Regions from separate parts of the Triticum aestivum genome. Here region 2 is linked to region 1. A link is a contact called in public Hi-C data. All regions are on one chromosome and are shown on one strand. Each heading gives the region's core, a stretch centred on a gene start, on an enhancer-like site or on the middle of the called end of the contact. The rest is flanking DNA. Distances are from core to core; before and after follow the strand shown. Region 1 holds the start of LOC123093226 (serine/threonine-protein kinase EDR1). Region 2 holds the start of LOC123093227 (leucine-rich repeat extensin-like protein 5).

What was found. A called contact is a pair of places that touch in the nucleus more often than the background predicts.
Region 2: a Hi-C map of leaf shows a contact between it and region 1, with 4 times the contacts expected there. The contact joins the promoter of LOC123093227 here to the promoter of LOC123093226 in region 1. A contact is called at or near these places in 2 of 5 Hi-C or Micro-C datasets (both in leaf).

What each region holds. Positions count from the first base shown.
Region 1 is chr4B:555,013,993-555,019,486 of IWGSC CS RefSeq v2.1, reverse strand. LOC123093226 (serine/threonine-protein kinase EDR1) reads right to left here and starts at 1,604. Exons shown (of 13, transcript XM_044515134.1): 1 at 936-1,604; 2 at 1-9. The coding sequence starts at 1,358.
Region 2 is chr4B:555,261,194-555,266,596 of IWGSC CS RefSeq v2.1, reverse strand. LOC123093227 (leucine-rich repeat extensin-like protein 5) reads right to left here and starts at 3,579. Exons shown (of 4, transcript XM_044515135.1): 1 at 3,391-3,579; 2 at 3,157-3,289; 3 at 1,441-2,929; 4 at 1,018-1,349. The coding sequence starts at 2,894. The coding sequence ends at 2,322. LOC123095208 (a long non-coding RNA gene) reads right to left here. Exons shown (of 3, transcript XR_006446125.1): 2 at 5,253-5,353; 3 at 4,805-5,146.

The DNA of each region.
Region 1 (5,494 bases), core at 355-2,854:
GTTGTAGTCCTGGAAATCAGAATGGAGCACATTTGTAAATACACTCACAGAGAATTTGAGATTAATTAATAAATCAAAGAGGAAAAGACGCAGATATTTGCCTAGCCAAGGAGAATAGCTACAACAACAAAGCAGCAGTGAATAGTATCTGGCACACTAAGTATGTGAATGGCATCAAAACAGCACGTAGAAAAACAGCTAGATGCGATCCAGCAGCGAATATTTTTTACAAATGTATATAACAAACGGACATCACATTTTGTTGAATGTTGAGCATGTAAGCTGAATTGCATCAGGAAAGAACACCAATATCTGTCTTCTCTCTATAAATAGGAAGCAGTAACAAATAGCATATCTATAGCTTTGATGTGGTCGAGCAAGCCTGTTGTTGCTACCACAAGCACTGATCCCTATTGCCATCTTAGTGTTTTCTACTTCTGCAGTAGCTTGTAGCACCTCTCCTCTTATGTGATTTTGACTGTGGACCCAGGTGAAGCTTGCCAGCAAACCAGATCTAGCTACTCTTCTTCTTTCTTTTTGCGAATTATCCAGATCTAGCTACTGCCCACTACTATCCAACAACCCCCATTGACCTATTTTAAATGTGAATATAGTGATATGAACAGAAAAACTTTACTTATATTCCAACTAAAAAAACTTTACTAATTTGAACAATGATAGATAAACTTAGTAGTATCGTGGGTTGAAATGGTAAATGGTGGAGGTGAACTAGCAAGCAAGTAGCACCACCGGAATCTGGCTAGACATTTGTTTGAATCATGAGTCTTGCTCCACATTAAGTGTGTCAATTCTGAAAACTGGCGTAATTAAGCAACTGCAACCTAATAGTACTACTATCTCATTAGAGAACTGTGCGGTTCAGCATTCCATCTCAGCTCAAATGGAATTCGCCGGTGTGAGGAGTGGAGCCTCACCCAGTATCGGCGGGAGAGCGAGTCGGCGGTGTGGCCGTCGTCCCGGCCGGCGGCGAAGCGGTCGCCCCCGCCGAGGCTCATGAGCTTGGCGTCCCTGATCTGGTCCCTGTCCCGGTCCCCCGCGCAGTCGCTGTTGGACGCCGACAGCGCCATGGCCAGCTGCATCTGGAACTCCTCCTCCGAGTACATGTAGTCGTCCCCGCCCGCTGCGCCTCCCCCTCCACCACCAACCCCCGCCATGGGCGTCGTCGCCACCGGGGCGGAGGCCGTCGGCGTCGCCGCGGCGGAGGACAACGCGGGCGCCGGAGCCGTCCCCGACGGGGAGCTCGCCGGCGAGGTCGCCGACGACTGCGGCTGCGACGAGGAGGCGGGGTCGTTGGACCGGTGCTGCCACTTGATCTTGCTCTTGAACAGGTTCTTCATCTCCGCGACTCGCAACCCCCTGCTCGGCCAGGGGCTCCGAGTCTCCCCACCCCCAGGCTTTTATCTGGCTGGCTGCAGGGCGCGTGGAGCGACGGTGATCGGCGGGGAGGGGTGACAGAAAGTCTCCGTGTCGTGATCGCGTCGCCACCGCCAGGAGGAGGGGACGGGGCGGGGGAAGGTGGGGAAAGCTTGCTGGGTAAGCGAGCGGGCGAGCGGGCACAGATGTTTCCGAGGGGGGAGACTGCGAAAACGCGGTGCTGTGGGGGTGACCTCCGGGTTTAGGCCGGGTTTCCGGGATGTTTACCCGACGAAACCGCCGGGTTTAGCACGACGCGAGTAAAGTTCAGCGGGCGGCGGGCGGCGGCGGGGGCGGGGGCCACTGGAGACTGCGACGCGAGTGCAGCAGACGGCAGGGAGCCGGCCGCGGGTCGTGCGCTCGGGCCCGTCTCACGGCGCGGTCATGTGCCGTGTGTGGGTACCGACCGGGAGAGGGACATGTGGAGGATGGATGATGTGCGGATACAATGTGCCGGCGCCGTGTTCCACCGTGGTGGGGGCTCAACCGGCGGGCCTCCGACGAGATCCAGAGCGCCTGACTCGGATGACGACGTCCAGAGGGGTCGAGGTGGCCGTTCTGACAGCCCGCCGTCGTCACATCGACGCGCGCACGGACTTTGAGGCTGGCTCGGAAGTAGTCGAAGGTCGCCGTCAGCTAGCCCTTGGCGAAGATATCCGCGCACCGAGAGCTCACCGAGATGTGCATGGCACGCACCTTGCCAAAACAGAGACCCCGGTCGCAGACGAAGTGGAGGTCGGTTTCGACATGTTTGATGTGTTGGTGCGGGACGGGGTTGCTCGAGAGCCACATCGCTGCTATGTTGTCGTAGAAGACGATAGTCGCTCATTGTATGAGATGCCAGAGTGTGGTGGGAGTTGTGCAGCCAGAGGATTACACCATAGAGTTAGTGACGATGGCTCGACCGCGAAACAATGTTCCGTTGTTGTCCAAGAAGATGTACAAACCAGACACAGATTTGCGCGTGTCTGGACACCCTGCCCGATCGCCACCAGAAAAGGTCACGAGATCATCGTCGGAGAAGCGTTAAATTTGCAGGGCAAGGTGCATCGTGCCTCTTAAGTAGCGGATGATTCGTTTGGCTGGCTGGTGGTGTTTTTCTCCACAATCATGATTGGATAAGCAACATTGTTGTACGACATAGGAAAAAACGGGGCGGTGAGCGTTAAGTACCATAGGGCACCATCTATGTTACAGTGGTGGGTGGGACTGGAAAAAGGAGCATTGTTCAACGCGAAAACTTTGGATTTGGTGTCAATCGGTGTGGTGATAGGATTGACGTTGAGGTGGACGCCACGATCTAGGATTTCTAGCATATTGCTCTTGGTAAAAAGAAAATAGGTCTCTGCTATTTCGACGTATGTTGATGCCCAGGAAGTGATGGAGCCCCCATAAACCGAACATGGAAAACAATCATTGGAGAGAGCCAATGATGTTGAGGAGAAGGGGAACGTGGCTAGCCGTGAGGATGATATCATCTACGTGGATAAGAAGGTAGGCGACAGATGTATCTCAATATAAAATGAAGAGGGAGGAGTCTGATTTCAAAGTGACGGACCTCATGGACACAAGGTAGGTGGTGAAACGAGGAAACCATGCTCGGGGGTTTGTTGTAGGCCATAAAGTGATTAGTAGACGGTGCGATGGACGAAAGGAGTCAAATAAGCCGAATGGTTGGTTGTTGTACATGATCTCAGCCAAATGTCCATGCAAGAAGGCGCTTCTCATTGATGGATAGGCCAAGAAGAGCTAAGGAATGTCGAGCATGATGAGGATCATCGCGTATTTGACCACTCGGCTAAATGTCTCCCTGTAGTCGATGACAGACTGTTGGGTAAAAACTGTAACACCCACCGAGTCTTGTACCGCGTTAAAGTCTCGGTTCGAAATTTGTAGTGGTGGATCCATTTGCTTGTCATGACATTCACACTTATAGGATGAGCAATCAAAGACCAAGTGTCATTCCATAACAATGCATTATACTCCTCGAGCAAAGCATTTTAGTAGTTAGGATTCTTAAGAGATGCCTTAATTATAGGAAGAAGGGAAGAAACGACGATGTTTAGGTTAGAAAGTTGTTTGTGTTGTAAAAATCCAGTTTTTGCTCATGTGTGCACCAAGTATAAATTGTGGGGGTGGATTTATCTGCACACTGTTGGGATGGGATGGGAGTGCTACATGCCATCGTGGGAGAGATTGCCGAGGGAACAAAAGTGGCCCCTGTAGGCGTGTCGGGTCGGGCATGTGGTGGCTGATACGTCTCCATCATATCTATTTTTCCAGACTTTTTCCCCTTGTTTTGGACTCTAATTTGCATGATTTGAATGGAACTAACCCGGACTGGCGCTGTTTTCAGCAGAATTGCCGTGGTGTTATTTTGTGTACAAATAAAAGTTCTCGAAATGACCTAAAAATTCACAAAGAATATTTTGGAATATATATAAAAAATATTGGCGAAAGAATCAACCAGAGGGGGTCCACCCAGTGGCCACAAGCCTGGGGGCGCCCCCCTAGGACGCGCCCTAGAGGCTTGTGGGCCCCCTAGACCTCCTCCGACCCTAACTCCAACTCTATATATTCACATCTGGAGAGAAAAAAAATCAGAGAGAAGGATTCATCGCATTTTACGATACGGAGCCGCCGCCGCCTCCTATTTTTCGTCGGGAGGGCTGATCTGGAGTCCATTCGGGGCTCCGGAGAGGGGGATTCGTTGTCATCATCATCACCAACATTCCTCCATCACCAATTTCATGATGCTCACCGCTATGCGTGAGTAATTCCATCGTAGGTTTGCCGGACGGTGATGGGTTGGATGAGATTTATCATGTAATCGAGTTAGTTTTGTTAGGGTTTGATCCCTAGTATCCACTATATTCTGAGATTGATGTTGCTATGACTTTGCTATGCTCAATGCTTGTCACTAGGGCCCGAGTGCCATGATTTCAGATCTGAACCTATTATGTTTTCATGAATATATTTGTGTTCTTTATCCTATCTTGCAAGTTGTAGACATCTATTACGAGTTATGATCCGCATACCCCAAGGTGACAATAATTGAGATTCTTTCCGGTGATTCCCGTAGTTTGAGGAGTTCATGTATTCACTAAGTGCTAATGCTTTGGTCCGGTTCTCTATTAAAAGGAGGCCTTAATATCCCTTAGTTTCCATTAGGACCCCGCTGCCACGGGAGGGTAGGACAAAAGATGTCATGCAAGTTCTTCTCCGTAAGCACGCATGACTATATACGGAATACATGCCTACATTATATTGATGAATTGGAGCTAGTTCTGTGTCACCCTAGGTTATGACTGCTACATGATGAATATCATCCCACACAATTATCATTGCCGATCCATTGCCTACGAGCTTTTCACATATTGATCCTTGCTAAGTTACTTTAGTTGCTACTGTTGTTACGATCACTACAAAACTGCTACTGTTACTTTTGCCACCGTTACCGTTACTTCCATATTACTTTGCTACTAAATACTTTGCTATAGATATTAAGTCTTTCAGGTGTGGTTGAATTGACAACTCAGCTGCTAATACTTGAGAATATTCTTTGGCTCCCCTTGTGCCGAATCAATAAATTTGGGTTAAATACTCTACCCTCGAAAACTGTTGCGATCCCCTATACTTGTGGGTTATCAAGACCTTTTTCTGGCGCCATTGCCGGGGAGCATACCTCTATTCTCTGAGTCACTTGGGATTTATATATGTTGATCACTATGAGGAATTTGAAAGATACCAGAACCAAGATTTTTCCCTCTACTACGAGGGGAGGGAAGGAACTGCCATCTATCTCTGCACTTGATTCACCTTCTGTTTTGAGTAAGCTTGCAACACCTACACCTGCTATTGATTCTGATATGTCACACATTATTGATGTTGCTACTTCTGCTATGAATGATGCTACTACTTTTCTTGATAAAACTGTGCCACTAGGTGAATTACTTGATGAACATCTTGCTAAAGTTAGAACTGTTGATTATGTTGAAGATGATGATATTTCTGAAAATGATGAAATTATTGAAACTGAACACTTTGAGACACCTGTTAG
Region 2 (5,403 bases), core at 2,330-4,829, 250 kb before region 1:
GGTGTTGAATATTGGGACTCGCAACAAGGCATTGTTGTTGAAACACACACTTGCACAAGTTCTTCAGTCATTATGATTTACCATGGGTTAATCTTGTGTGGCACACTTATGATGAGCCTAGACCACCTCAGGGCAGGATGGTTGGGTCTTTCTGGTGGAAGAGCATCCGCAAATCACTCCCCAATTCAAGGCTGTTGCTCGTTGTAAGATTGGGCAAGGACACACTATTCTCCTGTGGTCAGATAAGTGGAATGACAGATCTTGCATTGAGCTATTCCCTGACCTGTAGTCGTTTGCAATCAGTGATACAACTTCCATCAAATAGGTTGTTCTCTCCGCAAATCTGGAGGCTCTGCCACTGTTCGGCCCAATCATAGTCAAAGAATTCTTTCATAGACCACTTTCATTGCGAGCCTTCAATCAGTTTGAGTAGCTGCAAGATTTGCTCCAGCAAATTTAAACTGAATAAAAGGACAGTTGAACGCTAAGAGTCTTCTTCAGAGGAAATCATTCTGGCTCCCTCATATCTTTGTGCCCTTTCCAACTCTCAATGCCTTTTCTGAGACTATCCTTTTGCTTTAAGGTGTTGGGATTCAATCGTGAATAACAGAAGGAGGAGCACCTCAAACATCAATCCAAGCCGTCTCTGCTGGAAAGCTCTTCTCAAACAGGATCCAAGATCATGAGCTACAGGATCAAAGACAGCAAGTTTCAAAAACTTCAAGACTGGATTGATAGTGATATTACATCTATCATGATTCCTAAACAAGGAATAGGTTGACACACACACACACACACACGTCTCTGTTTCTCTTTTTTAAAAAAATAACAATACCATCGCAAAGCACCTGATAATAGAGATATGCTTCGCAATCCAAAACCAGCTGACTAATAGTATGCTTAATGCCTTAAGTCTCAGTCAGAGAACACAAGCATCACACCAGGCGAGTACATTAAAAACAGGTCAAATCACACACATAACTTAATTCAGGTCAAAGAAGTTAACAACAAACTAGATTATAAAACATACTGATCTTCACAAATGGTCGACAACACGACGTTCAGCAGAGAATTTAACACCGACATAAAGGTCGTCTTGCATTTATGCGCTCAAACAAGCGAAGCTAACAAAGAAAGCAACAACATCTGCATAGAAGGTGGAACACCACTAGGTCCAAGGTTTAAACAGTACCAGAAACAGCTAGCCAAGCAGGCATTACATAAAATGAAACAGTCTAGCATAAGCTGCGCTGCTCTTTAACTAAAAAGGAAACAAGCAACTAGATTTATTGCAAACTCGGCTGAGCACCCCAGGTTTGTGCGCCATGAAGTGCACTGGATAAGCCAACCTGCAGCACCACAGCACAAGAATCACTTTAATATTAGCCACAGAAATCAACAGATGTAATAAGATTAAAGAAGCAGCACACAAAAAATTACCGTATTATGGTTTGTCCGCTCGCAGGTCTCTGAAATGGAATCTTGCATCCTTTATCAAACATGCCAACGGAACTCAAACCCTCCACATGTTCCATGGACATGAACATGAACGAGGATCTACACAAGGTGCCACTGGATGGAACTTTAGATTATATGCATGGAATGAAGATTGGATGGCAGGGGAGGGGATCTGACATGCTACATATGCAACAAACTAAGGTGGGAGGGGAGATGTGCAGATAAAAGTCAGTTGACAGATGAGGGAGAAAGGGCATCGAAGGGGGGCTTCTTGAACCTCCACTGGCTTCTTCATTCCAAAAAATACAGAAGAGCCAGCGAGGAGAGATCCTTGTGTTCTTTGCAGAGCACCAGGGAAGTCGGTGTGAGAGGAGTGTCAAGATGGCGAGGCAGAATGTATGTATCGGAAGAATATAATATGCAGACATCCTACAGAATATAAGATGGGAACAGATGCTGGAGCGTAAACTCTAGTTATCTAACAGTAGAACAGAACTTATTACCCTACCCCTGCCTGCTGCAGTTTCCTACTAGCTAGGATCACGCAGACTACCAACCACTAATGGATCACTGACCATGGATGGGAATGAAGATCTAACACCTAAAGAAAGTTGGAACCCTATAGGTGAACACAAGCTACAAGGTGACTCTGAAACTGCTGTGCTCTCTCCACCCCAACAGTCTCCACCACCACCACATCCTTCACGGCAGCTTCCCGCGAGTCATGATGTGCTTGCTAACACACCTAACAGTACTCCTGTTGATGCAGAATCTAGGTGGAAGGCTGCTATTCTAAGTTACTTTATACAAAGTACCCAAGGTTAGTTGCTGATGACCTATGTACACGGTGATGCCCCCATCATTCAGTCCTCGGTGATTTCCAAATTAAGGATCCTCCTCAGATTCTCCGTGGCAATGGCAGTATCATTGTCACCGAAGAAGCCAAGTCCTGAGCCAGCAGTGGGTGTCGAAGGTGCAGACTTGGCATGCACAAGCACCTCCACATGCTCTGGCCTATCAGCAGGTGGCAACTCAAGCGATACACTGCGCTTCTGGTGGAGTGAGAACTTGGGAATAGGCAGCGAGCTGGGTGGCGGCGAATTGGAGTATGCCGGGCCAGCCCAAAGCTCGGGACGGGAAGGAGGAGATCCTGATGGAGTTATAGGAATCGCCCTGCTGCGCTTTTTGCCATTGTGCAGCTGCTGCTTGGGCGTCTTGGGCTCCGGGGAGTAGGTCCGAGCCCGGGGGGCAGGCGGAGGTGGGGGTGGGGGCGGGGACGGCAGGATGCCGATGCTGATACTGGAGTGGAAGGCACGGCAGTTGAAGGCGTGGTAGCCACGCATGGGCTGAGGCGACGAGGTGTGCGGGGATGGCTTCCTCCGGCGACCAGAGTGGTGGTGGTGGCTGCGCTGCTGCGAGATGACCAGAGTCTCCATGGCGCCAAGTCGTAAGTGGCAGATCGAACCAAGCCCTGGTGCCAGGCAAATGAAACGCACATCAGAACATCTGAACATGCCATTTTGATCACAGCACTATTGATCACAACACTAGCGGCACTGAAAACTTAACAAAAACATCGACTTTGATGGAAACAATCATGCGCAAAACTACGCTTTCACTGTGCAAAATCGCAAACCACAACATAGATAGCAGATATTAGCAGAATCGTGGATCTACAGAGGACAGATGGATCGATACCTTCCGGATCTACACCCGACGAACAGATCGAAACCCACAGGAGCGCGAAGGGGTTCGCCCCTCCCTCTCAGATCGACTCCGCGCTTGTCTCCGCCGTCCCTAACCGCCGCCGCACGCGAGCGCACGCACGCTCCTGCATCCACGAACCCCATCGCGATCGATCAAACCAAACCGCCTAACAGAAATCCTGGGAACTACATACTCACGAGCACGGAGCAGCATTCCGCGACTCACCGATCAGACGAGACACCGGCCGGCGGCGAGAGGGTCGAGGGGGATCGGCGGATGGACCCTCGCGGGGCGGCCGGACGGACGGATCTGGCTGCCGCTGCTGGTGGAGGCGAGGCGAGATCTGTGTGCCTCGCGAGAGGGGATGGAGGGGGGCGATTGGGTGGGTGGGTGGGAGCGGAGGGGGTGGGGGTGGGGGGTGGAGTGGGGTGTTGAAGGGGAGGCAGCAACTGCTCTATGATGAGCTACGCCACGCCGGACTTGAAAGTCGGAACGGACGGCGCAAAGGCGGATTTGATAGCGGACGCCTCGGTTCCGAGGACGAGGAGCCCGTGCGCTGCTCCGCCCCGTGAATTGAAAGCTCTTCCACGTGTACTGGGGCCTGGGGGCCTCCCGGTCGTTGGATCTTGGGTCTGTGTGGATGGGCGGTGATGGGTCGTTGGATCTTGGGCCGGCGTGAAATTTTTACATATACTAGTACAAATGCCCGTGCGTTGCACCGGGCGAAATATTAAATATAACTTGCTCCACATGCAATTGTGAAACACATTTTTAACCCAATTATTGCAAACGTCAGAAATAAGGTTACACCAAGTATTTCTTTTTGGTATGAAATAGTCTTTCAATCAATTTTATTTTTTGTTGTTCGGAAAAACATGAATATTTCTTTTGTTTTGAGAAGGTGTTTTTTTATTAATTTCAACAATATTTTTTAAAATGGAATCATTTTTATGGTGACGAACATTTTTTTGCAATATAATATTTCATTTGTAATTTGTTTTGCACTATTTTTTGGGCTTGGCCCATTAAAAACTTGACCGACACACACACGGACAACACGCATGAACGCGATCTTTCTTTCCCGTTTCCCATTCTTCTCCCCCCCCCTGTTAGGATAGTGCCGACGCCACCTCCGTTGTCCCCGTCGTTCTCGGAGGACGAGGGCAGGAAGAATAGCGCTTCCAGTGGCCGCACCATCATGTCCTTGGGCGGCTCCCTCTTCCTCCATGTCCCCCTCCCACCCATCTGGAGTAAGAAAGCGACCATGATGAGCTTGCCATGGAATTTAAGCGGCTCCATTCTTCACATCATGTCAGGCAATGTCATTGTCAATTGGGGAAAATCCATATATGAGAACATCAGACATCTCATTTCCTCTTTCCCCACATCCCACATAAACCAGAGCTTCTGAATTGGAGTACCGCGGACATTTTCAAACTCAATAGACGGTATAGAGATGGTACCCCAAAAAAATATAGACAAAGATTTTCCCACATCCATGACAACAGAGCAGTCAGCTGACCACCTTAGAAAGTGCCTGACTAATGACATTTTTTCCACAACCAAAAACACCAAATAGCACCATGTTCCTCCAAAAACTGAGGGGAGTGATACTGAGGGGAGCCATTTCAATTAGAAAACACTGGGATTTAATGGCGTTGGAAGGAAATGAAAAATCAACATCTGCAAAATGTTTGGTCATCTAAGAGAAGAAACCATAATAAATAAAAACATGTGTTTTATTCTGGAAATTGAAGCTCGGATAAGTTGTCGACAAACATGTCATGTAAGAAGAGGTGTCCACACCGAGCTTTGATGCATCAGGTCTTCGTGTACGCACATGCCATATCTGCAGCTCATTAACTTCCAAACATTAAGCTAGTAAATTAGTCCTCAAAAAAGTTATACCAAATAACTTCCTTGCTTGAAGCATAGTTAATTACTTCTTGATGCCCTGAAATTTCAGCTCTAGAAATGTATCCTGCATTTGCATACATAGCAACAACAGTTTATGAAACAAAGTTAAGCAATGGTAGAATGAATGGGAATAAATAAAAGATGTCATAAAGTGATAGCATCCACTTAACCTGTAGGCTATGTTGACCCGCTCGAGCGATGTAATTTACTTTCCCATGGAACCAGATTGAAGAGCGACATGGTGGTTCATCAAATTATTCTCAAAGACAATCTGTCAGAGTTAGATAACATTACAATTTGAACACAGGTTAATAATTAGAA